Linked DNA regions of Anser cygnoides: region 2 is linked to region 1. A link is a contact called in public Hi-C data. All regions are on one chromosome and are shown on one strand. The core of a region is the stretch at or near the end of the contact, and the rest is flanking DNA. Distances in the headings are between cores, read along the strand shown. Region 1 overlaps LARS2 (leucyl-tRNA synthetase 2, mitochondrial). Region 2 overlaps CDCP1 (CUB domain containing protein 1).

Region 1 (6,713 bases), core at 1,737-4,236:
AGAAGCTAGGCAAATACAGAGGTCTGTTAACCCTCCATCCCAGCAGCCATCCAGATGGTGTATTAAATTGAAAGGAAACCAACAAAAATCTCCCACTTAACAGTAAATAAGTCCAATAGATCCTAAGCAACTAGGATCAGGATAGATCCTTTGCAGTGTCAGTACTAGCTGAGGAATACTAAAAATCGTTTTGTTTTTATCATTTTTGGTAGCAAAATTCTAGTTACCTAATAGAGATTCTGGGCTCAGTGAGCAGATTCAGCTCTACACTTCCCTAAATCTGCAACAAAACTCTTCTGATTTCTACTTCCTTCTGGACCATGCTAGTGCAGATTTTCTCTTCAGCTGTCCTTTGACACAAGAATGACTAAGAAATAGAATATTTATAATGAAGATACAGTCTTTGCTGTTTTAAGACTCCCAAAATCTTAGCCACAAAGGAATGCATTCAGACATTTAAACACAGGCCTTTAGTTGGAGTTAAAATAATTTGAATTCCAGTGTCTGCCTGACATATATGTTGTTATAAATTCATAAAACTCCTGTTCAGAAGCCCCTAAAAGACTGTGAAAGAGATCCTTTAAAGTAAAATCTGTAGCACAGCACGCTCCTGCTTTTTTCCATATAAAAGTTTAACACACCCGATGGAACCATTCAAACAGAGTTTTTCTTTGGGGGAAAGGTGACATGTTTGGTGTAAATAAAAACTTTTAACGTTTACAAGGGTGAAGAAAGATGTTGTAAGCCCAACAGCCCTATGGTGCCGTTAAACAAAAGCTGCAGTCACTGCAGGGCTGAGCAGCAGACCACAATGTTTACTGCTGTTAGCACTGGCGTGTATTTGCTCTTGCAGGAGGAAGAAGTGAATTGTAGATGTCGCTGATGCAGGCAAAAGGAAAAATAAGGAATGGATGTCTAGACACTAAAAAAGGAAAGGTAACGAACAGCGATGGCACAAAAAGTGTATGGTCAGAAGTCACGCCAACATGTTTACAGGATGTTGAAATTCAGTGTGGTCTAGAGGATACAAAGAGGTTTTGAAAAAGGGAATGGGAGAGATGATGTGGAAAGTCTGACAGAGCCTAATCCCCCAGTAAGTGTATGTTTGAAAGATGGCAGAGGTGCCAGCTGTGTAGTTTTGCAGTTGTCCTGACAGCTGCTGAAATTTTTCGTTATGTTGACCTGATCTGAAGCATGATTGCCATTTGTTTTACAATAATTGTGACTTACAGGTTTGTTCTCTGCCTAGATTGGACTGATACTGACTTACAGGGTGTGGGCTGTTACCAAGTCTTTTTAAAATAACACAGATATCTGTCATTTATTTAACAGTTGTTACTTGTGTTATGGTACAGATGTATCTGCATGCTGAACGTGGTATAAAACGTTGTCACAGATGTCTGCCCTTGAAGACTTCAGTGTCAAATAGCATGGGGGTTTTAAATCTAGGTGTTTAAATCTGGAGTTTTAAATCTGGATATTTGAGAAGTGAGAAGGAAAGGTGGTTGATAAATCGAACTGCACAGGGTTAGTCCCATGCAATAAAATGGGTAGGGTGCCACTGTTCTTATACCACAAAGTGATGAGCCAAAGAAGATGTGAGAGACTTGCTAAAGACGGTAGGATAGTCCCATGGCAAATTACTCCAAGAAAAATAAGAAACAGATCCACAACACAGAAGGTATGTTTTCTGCATCCTGTTACTCACTGTGATAGAAGACTGGTCATATAGACCCAGTCTATATCAGATTTCTATTTTTAAGGAATGTAAACTTAAAAATAGAATTATTGGCACACCCAATCTACCCATATCATTCATATAACTGAATTTCCAAAATTTTGGAAAATTTGCCCTCAAACATCAACCTTAGAAAAATTAGCAAATTCCAGAAAGGCCACCAAGTATTTTTTCCAACACTGTTGACTTCATGAGAAGGATCCCATGGGATCCTGGGGTGATGGGGGCAGCACAGTATGTTGGAAGACACTGCTGCGTAGGAAGATGTGTTATTAGGCAGGAGTGTTTCATAGTCGTCTCCGGTGACTGAGATGGCATTTGTGTGTTGGTGCTGCTTTGCAGCACGGCAGTGGGGCATTTTATTAAGGAACAATTTCTATTAAGGAATGTTAAGGAACAGTGTAGCAGCTTAGGGTACTACCTAAAACAGCCTTCTAGCCAGGGTGTCCTACCTGTGTGCCAAACAAAAAGCTATGCAGGGGGGTTGCTGAACAAGCATTTATTTTTCCATACGCTTCAACAGAATCCCAAAATTGAGATTCGGTGAAAAAAATGAAATCCATGATCTCTCTCTGTGATTTACCAGATTAAATAAATCCTCAGAACTAGCGGCTGGTTAATGATGGCTTTTTTAATCTGACTTTGTAAAAGCCTGTTTGTTTCTTCTGGAGGGAGAAATTCTGCAGATAATGCAGGTCATACAGTCTCTCGTCTTTGTCTCCCTTCTTTTCACGTAAAGCCTCACAGAAAGCTGTGCCTCTGCTCTAAACTTTTTACAACTGACATGAACTAGAAAGAATGTTAATTAGCACTCTGCTTGTTGTTTGTTCCTCAGGAAATTTGCAGTATATTGGGCTTTTCTGAAAACTTTGCTATAAATGAGGACAGAGGGAGAAATCACAGGTTGTTTTTTTTCTGTTTTGCAATACTTATTACAGTTTACAGAGAGGGGATTGGCTTCATTTATGTATATTTACCAACTTGGAACAGTGCATACAGTTTTTGCTGGGTGCTTTTTCTGCTCCATTTTTTCCTTCAGTCCCTTCCTATTATGATCTGAGCTAATTTTGTATCAAAGGACTGTACTGTAAGAGGAATGTTGGATGTGAAGGCAGGAATGTCACCAGAACCCAGACGGTGAATTCTCGCTGATTCGTATCAGTCCAGGTAACACCAGCTTTTGACTTTAAAAAATATTGCTGGAACTACAGCCACGTTTACTATTTATTTATTTATTTATAGAAGCAGTATTCAGGTCCCAAAGAAGCAGCATGACAGCCAGGCACGGCAGATGAGAGGCAGTTTTTAGCATGTTCCAGTCATAGCGAGCTGAACCGGAGCATTATCTCTGCAGGAGGGAACAGGATCAGAGCTCTCAGCTGCAGTGCAGATGATAAAAGAGATCTTGCTTGACATGCAGAGGAAAGGTGGGATTTTTTTTCCCCTTTCCTGAATGAGCTGACTTTCCGGTACCACAAAACATTCTGCGATTCACCGAGCCCATCCGTCCCAGGAGGCTCAGAGTCGCACACAACCTTTGTCTTGTGGCACTTTCTTCACTCAAGTAAGCGCTGGGCAGGGCATATCTGTTCTGGGCAAGCTCGGATCTGGTTTTAGCCCTGTCAAGCTGCAAACCAGCATCATCTTCCATAGAAAATCAGCTCCACTTCTGTGTTTAGTCAGAGAGTTTGAGCAGTTGAAAGAAAATGTTTTAGCTAGGTTTGTAAGTTGTTGGTGTCTCCGAATCAGAGTATTTTTGCCTGCGTGTAGCAAGGTTACAGAGGTAAGTCTTGATGGCTTTTCTTCTATCCATAAGCCTCCATGTTGGCAACGAGAGCCTGGAAACTCAAAGTCAAGTGAATACTTGTGTCTGTTGTTGCATGAACATTGCCCAAGCCTGAGAGATTTTGATCACAGTAATCTCATCAAAAACATCCTGCGATACTGAACATGGAGGACATTTCCTTGTATGCTCGTCTGCCTGCGCCATGCCAATTTGCACTCCATTTTAGGGAGCCTAATTGCTCCCTCAGCAAAGGAACATGTAAACAGAAAAAGCTGAAGTATAATCAGTTGAATATCCACATTCTTTCTGCATGTGCTTGTGATGCAGCCTGGGACACTTGGGGTCTTCTAAGAATTCTAAAAAGTTCTTTTAAGAGCCGTCCGGATCTTCTTCAATATAATTCTCAGCAGACTTTATACATCTACATGAAAATAAACATGTGCCTTTGTACTTGCTGTCTTGGATACAAGTGCCCAAGTCTTGATTTTGCACACACGTGGTGTAAGTCAGATGCAAGCTCAGACTTTTGCCTCCTGTGCCCCACTGGAGCTTAACAGTGGCTCTGTGGCTGCGCTCCCTGGGCTGGGTGCAAGGGAAGAAACCGCAGTCAGACCTAAGGCCCCGAACTTCCTTATCTCTGAGTAGTTGTTTGCATGTGCCAAAAGCGAGCGTAAAAGGTCCAAGGTTCTCCTAGTACACCCACTTTCTGCTGCCAGGAGAAACGCGCAAACTGCTGAGCAATGGGAGTTGCTCTCCAACAGCTACGCGTGGTGCCAGCAATGTGTGAAGCTGAATACACGCAGTCATAGCAGCTGCAGATGATCCAAGGCGCACCGGTCAGGAATAATAAACACAGGACAAATAGCCAGGGCAGAAAAGAGAGCGGTTTAATAAAGCAGCATGACACGTCGCCGGCATTGGCAGCCTGGATTTGTTTCTGATGAAGATTAAGAGAGTCGGTGTAACAGGAAACTGTTTTCTGCTACAAAGGAAAATCAATTGTTTTTTAAATACTCAGCAGTATAATTAGCAAATCTTACTAATTGCTGCAAAGCAGAAATACAGGCATGCTTGCTAGGCGGGCTAAGCCAAGAAAGTGTTGTGAAAAAACTGCAGAAGCTTTTAGAAATGAATATTTTTCTTAAGTACGTCTCCATCCCTGGAGATCCACGTGGCTGGATGAAATAGCAAGGGTGCAATAAAAATATGTTCTTTGCAATTTTCCCATGTGAAAGAGCATTCAAAACCATCTGTTAGTCAGAGAGAGATCCTTCCAGGACATGCACGGAAGAGCGGGTGGATGCACTGACTGCGTCTGCTGAGTCCACTCAAAGCCCAGCAGGATGATTATTGTGGGATGGCGTCCCACTTGCAGAGAGCTCTTCCAGCCCAGGATTACTAAAGGCCACGCGTGTTGGTTAAATAGGTCACCGTGCTGTTTGCATTACTGCGCTGATAAAGAGGCAAGGAAATGGAGCTGGCAAATTCTCCAGAGGAGTTTTTGTCCCGGCTGAAGGCTCTTTTTAGCAGAAAACAGAAAAGCGAATTGTTCCATATTCTTTCAGGCAGGGGTAGTGAAGAGGAAAACTACCAAAGCGTTACTTCGGTGTAACTCTGAAGCCACCAAAAGCAGGCGTTTGGCCTGGTGGACTGACAGCAAAGGGGGCCCAGGATCACACCCACCGCCGCTGGTGGCACCTGGAGAAAGGGAAGAGAGAAATGCAGGCAGCGCGCTCTGCCCCAAAGCAGCTGCAGCAGCAGCTGGCCCAGTTGCCTGGTGACTGGCTTTGGCTTTCCTCCGGGATAGGATAGATATCGAACCACTGCAGCTTTCCTTGTCCGGGCCAGGCACCTCCTCAGCAGCGCAAAATTTCTCCTGCCCTGGGGTTTAACCCCATGTGCACAGAGGAGAGGCACTGCTGCGTCCACACTCGCCCCACAGCAGCAACTCGGGATGAGGGACCCTGCACCAGGACCAGGGTGGCATCGCCCTTCCCTGCCTGTGCTCCTTGGGGTTAAATTTGGAGGCAAAGCGGGAGGAGGCAGCCAGGGCAGGCCTCCCGGAGGAATGCAGAGGCCCCTGGGGCAGCGGTGGGGAGGAACAATATCTCCAAACTGCTGCATTCCCGTAGGGGTTTCTGAAGGTGGAGGCTGAGGTTTGGGCTCTCCGCCCTGACAAAGTCCCTTTCGGCAGCCCAGCACCCGCCAGCAGCCCCACTTTTCTGCCTGCTGTCCTGCCCAGGATCACCTGCCACAGGCAAAAAAAAAAAAAGGGGAAAAAAATCATCTGTTTTCTCTCCCTCTCCAGAAAAGGGCACACTGCTGTGTTAGGGACAGACAGTGCTTCCTCTAACACTGCCGAGGCCTGATTCTTACTTGCCCGCCAGCCTTGTCCTCCTGGTACAAAGCACCTGGCGGATGCAGACAAATTGCTCTTTTATTGAAAGCCTTTATTGCTTTCCTGCTAAAACGCACCACGGGCTGCACCTTTGCCTGTCACTGCCGCTGAGATGGGGCTGCCCGCGCCCCGGGTGGAGGCTTTGTGGCCAGCAAAGGGCACTGGGTGCTGCAGGATGCCCTGCGTGATGCCTGTGAGGGTGCAGGGGAAATCCCTCGGGTGGTTTTCATGCAGCATCACCCTTTGCACCACCCTCAGAGCTCAGCCAAGCATGGCCCCAGTGTTCATAAACCAACACCCTCATTCTTGGTGAGGGATAAAACCCTGCTGAACTGCCCCTACCGGGACAGGGGAAGCACCTCCTCTGCTGCACAGAAATTCCCCGCAGGGGTTCGGTGCCTCTCTGTTGGCCCCGAGCCCTTCTCCCGCAGGGCATCCTCCCGAAAGAGCTGCCTGCCTTCATCCTGCAGGCAGCTGCGTTTTCCACGTGGAGGGTGGCTCTGTTGCGAGTCATCAGCATTATTTTGCATGAGTAAATACAGAACGAAGACAGTAAATACACTGCAATGTGTAAGCCCTGCCCACAGGAACTAACGTGGATTAAATCAGTGATGGTTTTTCTCCCAGGGACAGTGTTTATATGAAGTTAATTCAAGTAGGAACGTACATTTTGGCCTTGTACTATGACAGCAGTTGAAGACCCCTTAATTCTGTAATAGGCACGGGCTGTTAAGCTCACAGGAACTGTAAAAATTTGGGCCGGTATCTAATTACAGCATAAGGGTGTGCAA
Region 2 (6,713 bases), core at 2,604-5,103, 220 kb before region 1:
TGTAGTAAAGCAAACGAATACAGGAATGAAAACTTATTTAGTTTCAAAACCTTTTTTTTAAAAAAGCTTTCTGTTTCAGCATGTAAAATTGTCTAGGCTCTCTTCTCTATAACAAAAAAGTATCACTTATACCCATGACCAGCAAATTTCTACTGTCAAATTACATCTCAGTACCAGCAATACAACTCAGCTATCATCTCTTCTATATCAGTATTCACAATTCTCACGGATATATCTGCAGAATTTCCCACAACTGTCTACCAACCATCTGGATCGCAAAGCTCTTCCCTTCTTTCAGCAATAAACTACCTCAGTGATTCAGATAAAGACTGGTCCAAGCAGTAGCTCCAGGTCTAGACTCTAAAGATCTGAACTATCATTTCTACGTATTAATGTGTTCTAATAAATGTCCTGAAATATCTAACAATGGGGAAAGATGTACAAAACAATAATTTACCTTTAATATGTGGCACAAAAGACATTTGCAGATCCTGATGATTAGAATCATTGAAAAAACCTTTACCAAATGTTTTTAAGGATATGGTGATATTGTTCCTCAGCTGTATCTTTTCAATGGCTCCACCAGGACAGAATATACCAACGTTCAAGTCCATCTCTGGGGTGGCACTAACAATGCTGTAACTGTAGCTCGTGTTACACCTCTGCTCTGGAAGGTGCTGCTGCAGTTTCAAGGACGGAGATGTAATTTCTACATTTATCACTTCGGGAGCTATGAGCTTCCAAATAAATTTATGCAGCAGAACTGGCAATTGGGTAATAGCCTTGGGCACCGAAAGGGCATGGATCTTCTTCTGACACCACCGGAGATCTACACAGCCTGCAATCACAAAAACAAACCACAATGGTTGTTCTCTTTTTCTTGCAGAGGAAATCCCTAGGAAAAGCAATTTTTCTAGTGTACTACAGTATACATATACAGAGTCCTGTCAGATTTGTGTTACAGATCCAGGTAAGTATTTACCTGAGAAGGTGTCCTCTATTATTAACCTTTACCAAAATATGCATGGTTTGTAGTTTAAGAGCTTTCCTTAAAATGACACAGGACATCAATGGAACTGACAAATACAAACGTATGCAAAATTCCTCACTCAATAAATTACTTTTGCTACACTATCTGCTTATTGAGACAGTTGCCAACTCACTAAAGTCCAGATCTATACCTTTAAACTCTTCTTCTAGTATTTGAAAGCATTTGTGAAAATTCTGCACCAAATGGATATGCAAACGGCACAAGACACATTCCTGATGGCCACCTTGGTCCCACATTTTCATGGGCAGATTTATGGCTCTCCTGTTCTGTTTCCATATTTTGCAGTTTTCAGTAAGAATATTCTTCTCTGCCTTTTGTCATTTCCCTTCTAGGAATAGTTATGCAGTTTCTATTTTTAAAAGGTAGGATGCTGCAGTGACCAATAAGGTCATCTCCAGATTCGTTGTACCATCCCCCAGCTGTTCAAAGCCAAATTTCCATCCACCCACTATTTAAAGCAAGAGAGACAAGGTTTGGCTGACCGCTGTGGAAAAGCAGGCGGAAGCATTTTCTAGGAAACAACATTGAGCCACTTGTGTCATACTTATGCCCTTTTCAGCTGTGATCCTCAGGTGGGACAAGTCCTTGCACAGAAAGGAGATCTTGTAGATGGCGCCAGAGACCAGCGTCAGAACACGGTCACAGGTGCGAGGATCCTTGCAGATCAGGCATATCGGTTCAGACATGAGCGGGACTCGACTGGGCCAGCCTTCAAAGTGTATCGTTACAGTCATATTCCGCTCCTTGCTGAGGTCAACCAAATGGGTGACATCTGCAACGAAAAACAAACATCTCAGAGCAATTACTGGCAAGAAGCGTGGTGTGAAGCAGAATTTCCTCCATCTCTTCTCACCCCATTAGACAAGCAGATGTTAAAGCTATTTCTACATTAGCTAAGAAAACATTATTTACTTTTTCCCACTAGTGTAATACAAACTCAAATAATATCATATTACTCTTCTAATTGAGAAGTTTGAGCCCTTCCACACACAAACCCCACTTCCCTACCACTTTTCAGCCGTAACACGATAACGTATGCTAATCCCTTTTGAACAGGTTAGGTTACAATGCAAATAGTTCACTATGGAGCTCAGCTGACTACGTTAGATTTGTTTTCCGTGATAGGTTCCTTGTATTCCTTTCAGAGTCAGTTTTACTGGTGACACAACAGCTGATCAGAAAAAAGTTTCCCAGTTCTCAAATTCTGAATTTAATGCAAGATTTCCACCTCCGATAACTTTTTTTTTTTTCCTGGAGGTGTGGGTGGAGCGGTATTTAATTTTTTTTAGAGCAAAGCTGAAGAAAATTGTCCAAAAACAGCGATTTGTACATCTGGTTGTCCACAGTCAAGTTAAAGATTAAGCTAATTTAAACAAGTGCCAATATGGTTCAAAAGGGAAAAAACTGTCAAGTATTCTACTTCATCAAAAGTGCTGATGGTCATTACGAAGGTCACTGGAGCTTTCAAAGACACTTCCCCAAAGCCTTTTTCTGTTTGGCAGTTAAAAACACACAGAGATGCCTCAAATTAACAAAGTCTGTCTCTGTGCTGGCAGGAAGGCTAAGGATCAAGCCTTGACAGACGGTTTGGTTTCCCTCAGTGGCATGACTGATCTACCCCACTGCCCTTCCATTTAACTGCCCAACAGTGATCTTCCAGAAATATTTTCTGACTAGCTGTAAAAAGCAAACCTACGAGCTAGCAGAGCTAACCATGAAAAGTAAAGAATGCCGTCCCCTTCCTCGATTCTAGTCACCAGCCCTCTTGCAATCCACCCCTGTTCCCCATACACCACCACACATGAGATCATGCAGGAAGCCCTGCAATACCATCCGAGCTCGCTGGATCCAAGGTACCCAAGTAGCTCAGAGTGCCCACGTTCACACAGCAAACATCATCCCTGACAGCCTCTCTTGATCAGCTTGGAAAGATCTCCTTAAGGAGGCATGTCCCCAGGCATTTAAGAAGCTTCTCAAACACCTGGGAGTATAGGACATTTATGGGGAACATTCTCCACAGATCTTAAAATCAGTTAATAGCAGGATGTTGATCCTTTACAGGACAGCAAATACTCTAGGGATGTATTTGGCTGTGCTCCCAAAAGCTCAGAAAGTAAACTCAGAAAGTGCCTTGATATTTTCATCACAAACCCCAGGAAGGCAACAGGACAGAACCCTGGAAACCACTTCCAAGCACATGAAGGACTAGAAGGTGATCAGGATTAGGTCAGCAAGCATTTATGAAGGGAAAAACATGCTTGAAAAATCTGACACCCCTCTAGAATGACAGGGCTGGCTTAAGGTGAGGCAAGAGCAGTGGGTGCTGTTCAAATCAATTTTAGCAAGGCTTTTGAGACCATCTTCTGTAACGCCCTCTCAGACACACTGATAAGTATACGCTAGTTAAGTGGGCAGCGAGGTGTACACAAACTGGCTCAACTGCTGACCTCAAAAGGCTTGTGATCAGCAGCTCAAAGTCCATCTGGAGGACAGTCATTAGCGGTCTACCCTAGGGGTTGACACTGAGGCCAAAGCTGCCTAATATTTTCCTTACTGACTGACGAGAGGACAGAGCGTACCCTCACAACAAGTTAGCACAAGCAGGAGGACTCAGGGCAGACCAGCTGGAAAGCAGCTTCACAGAAAGACCTGGGGGTCCTGGTGGACATCAAGTGGAATACAAGCCAGCAGTGTGTCGGTGTGGCAAAGACAGCCAACAGCCTCCTAGGCCGTGCTAGAAAGAAAACAGAGCAAGTGGAGAGAGGTGAGACCCCCTCTGCCAAATCACTGGTGAGACACCTGGAGTGCTGGGTCAGGTTCTGGGCTCCCCAGTACAGGAGAGACATGTATGTACTGGAGTAAGGCCAGCAAAGAGCCACGACGATGCTTAAGGGATTGAAGTATCTGTCATAGGAGAAGAGATGGAGAGAGCCGGGACTATGTAGCCTGAAGAAAAGGAGGCTCAGGAGGACATGCATGTACACATGCAAACAACGTGCAGCCAGACTCGGTTAGAGGGTAAGAGACAGTGAGAACAAACAGAAATACAAGAAGTTCCACTTAAACATAAGAAAAAAATGAACATGTGCATGTTCAGACACTGGAACAGACTTCTCAGACAGGTTGTAAGAGCCCTTGTTTAAGAAGATACTCAAAAGCCGACCAGACACAGTCCTGGACAACCTGTTCTAGTAGGCAGCAAGGAGCTGGACTAGATGATCTCCAGAGATCTCTGCCAACCTGAGCCGTTCTGTGAGCCTGTGATATCCGAGATGACAGACGCAAACCACCTCTACTCCAGTCTACCTGAAAAACCACAACCATTTCATATCGTCTTCCATGAGCCTCATGGAATGGACTCATGGAATATCCCGAGTTGGAAGGGACCCACAAGGATCATCGAGTCCAGCTCCCGGCTCCACAAAGAACCACCCAAAAATCAAACCATATTTCTGAAAGCATTGTCCAAACATTTCTTGAACTCAGGAAAGCAGAAATCATCAGATCTTTATGTTATTTCAGACTAACTAATGTCCTGAGCAGAGACCTCACAATGTTTGATTTTCAGTCACCATTGGATTCGCTGCATCCAACTTGTTTCTGTGCTGGATTTAAGCTGAGCCAAAAGAACACCACAGCCAGAAGACCTGTTTCTGTCTGTCCTTCCCCCATTCTCAGCTATGCCTTCCAACCCTTGCCTTGGGCTGGCACTGTCTGCTGTGCGTCTTCCTGATAAACTAGATGGAGGGCACATCCAGAGGAGCCAACCTAGCAGGACAAACACACATCGTGAATCTTCCCTTCAGTCAGGCTCATAAGTTCTAGTGCAAGAAGGGAGGCAGAAACATGAAAGCAGGGGGACGTGGGTGCATCTTTTTGACAGCCACCTTACTTATAATCTCACAATTTTTTTTGGACCTCAGACAGCGAACCTGAGCTATGGTACTCGGTAATCCATAAAACAATAAATACGCTGATGTTTGTTGAGGCTGATAAACCTCAGAGTGCTAATGCAGCTTCTCTGCTCTCCTCAGGAGCACTTCTCCCTGGAAGGGAAGCTACAGCACCAAGTGCTTCAGTGTCCCATCAAGTCCATTCAATTGGACTTTGACTTCCTGAGTTTCCAGTCTAATACTGGATCCTTCCTTTGTACACCTAGGCCTGATGTTCTTGTGAGCAACACCTATGTTCACGCAGCAGAGGTAGATCTCATCAGTGATACATTATTTCATCTGCTTTGAAACACACTGATCTGGCTTTCTGATCAATGCCTGGGGAGAATTTGGATCCTGATGCCTACCTGAATGCTCTTGCTAGATGGCAATCCAGTCACAGAGGTTCTGTTGGGCCTGTTGCTGGAGCACCTCTGTCCCAGTTCTAACAGCACATTCACCTTTCAGCCTTTGGAGGAGGGTTGTGCCTACAACGCCTACGACACTGAACGAGAGTAGAGAAGAGCAGGAGGCTTGGTAATATATAGTTTACCTTGCTGCAACTGAAAGCAGCAGCCAGGCAATCTAGTTTCACTGCCACCTGTTGTCATCCATGGCCATGATGATTCAGTCTAAAGCCATAAAACACCACCTAACAGTATTTTACACACACTTTCTGTGAGAAAATAGCAATGCTCATCTCCCTGATACGGATACGTGGCTGTAGTGTAGAAAGCAGAGAGAAAATAATGGCCAGCAGCAACATGTATGTGTCCAGACCCCACAGCTGGAGCTCAACCATTCCAAACAGCCCATGTTCTGCAGCACACGTGTGTGTGCGGACATCAGGACCATCACACTGTGACTGCCAACAAATTCAAAGAAGAGGGATGGAGGCTGTCTGACTCCAAAAGGGCAGCCACTGCCTCCAGGGGAAAAAGGGTTGTACTTGCAGTGTTTCAGCCAGAACTGGGAGTTACAGTGTAAAATAGCCCTGATCTAAATCCTTTGGACAAGCTGAATGAACTGAGATCCATATTAGTCAAACACTACGTTTTGCTGGGGCTGGCTGGGCCTGCAGTTTTATAACATAGTTATTTGTTCATTGGATAGGGACTGCCATATTCCTATTACTTAGTATGGCAGCTTTTGAGCTCTGCCAACAAGAGGTCAATTCACATTAGCATCACCCAGATGAAAGACTCCATTTTCCCATTCCCAGGTCTCTAAGCTTCCTAGAAAGTGAGTTTACATAATGCCAGTCTTACTAAACAGTAATCTGAGTCAACATGCACAAGGAGAAGACAAGTATCTCGTTTAGTTTCTAACCCATCAAATCTATATGTAATCACTCAGCTGATACACTTCAGCTGTCTACTGATTTAAGCTACAATTAAATCATTTTGGTAAAGATCCCACACGAGGAATATCTATTTTATCTTTCTCTGGTTCAGCTGCAGGCCCAGGGCTTAGTCATCTTGGTATGTTCTGTTTTAACTAATTCCTTAAACCACCTCTATTAAGAGGAAGGAGCCAGATCAGCCAAAAATGAAATGAAAAAATGAGACACTGAAGTGGTTTTGCAGAAGGGGAGAGGAATCGAAGGGATAGTTTGGTGCATGGTTTGATGCAAGTACTCTTACGCTGTTAAGAACGTGTCTCTGATACTGAAGAAAGGACAGAGTAAATATATACACACACACACATTTTTATTACCACCTGTAATTCCT

What was found. A called contact is a pair of places that touch in the nucleus more often than the background predicts.
Region 2: a contact with region 1 is called in a Hi-C map of liver, with 2.3 times the contacts expected there. The contact joins two enhancer-like sites. A contact is called at or near these places in 2 of 7 Hi-C or Micro-C datasets (both in liver).

The regions. Positions count from the first base shown.
Region 1 is chr2:46,872,129-46,878,841 of Taihu_goose_T2T_genome, reverse strand. LARS2 (leucyl-tRNA synthetase 2, mitochondrial) reads left to right here. Exons shown (of 21, transcript XM_066992003.1): 21 at 1-3,979. Among named protein-coding and RNA genes, the nearest start is that of LIMD1, 7.5 kb to the right of the region's middle. Within about 2 kb of position 2,986, at least 2 of the 3 cell types and tissues checked have open chromatin away from gene starts, as enhancers often do. A contact at or near this core is called in liver, where this site is marked.
Region 2 is chr2:47,090,186-47,096,898 of Taihu_goose_T2T_genome, reverse strand. CDCP1 (CUB domain containing protein 1) reads right to left here. Exons shown (of 9, transcript XM_048075865.2): 5 at 1,596-1,823; 6 at 458-838. Among named protein-coding and RNA genes, the nearest start is that of CDCP1, 20 kb to the right of the region's middle. Within about 2 kb of position 3,853, at least 2 of the 3 cell types and tissues checked have open chromatin away from gene starts, as enhancers often do. A contact at or near this core is called in liver, where this site is marked.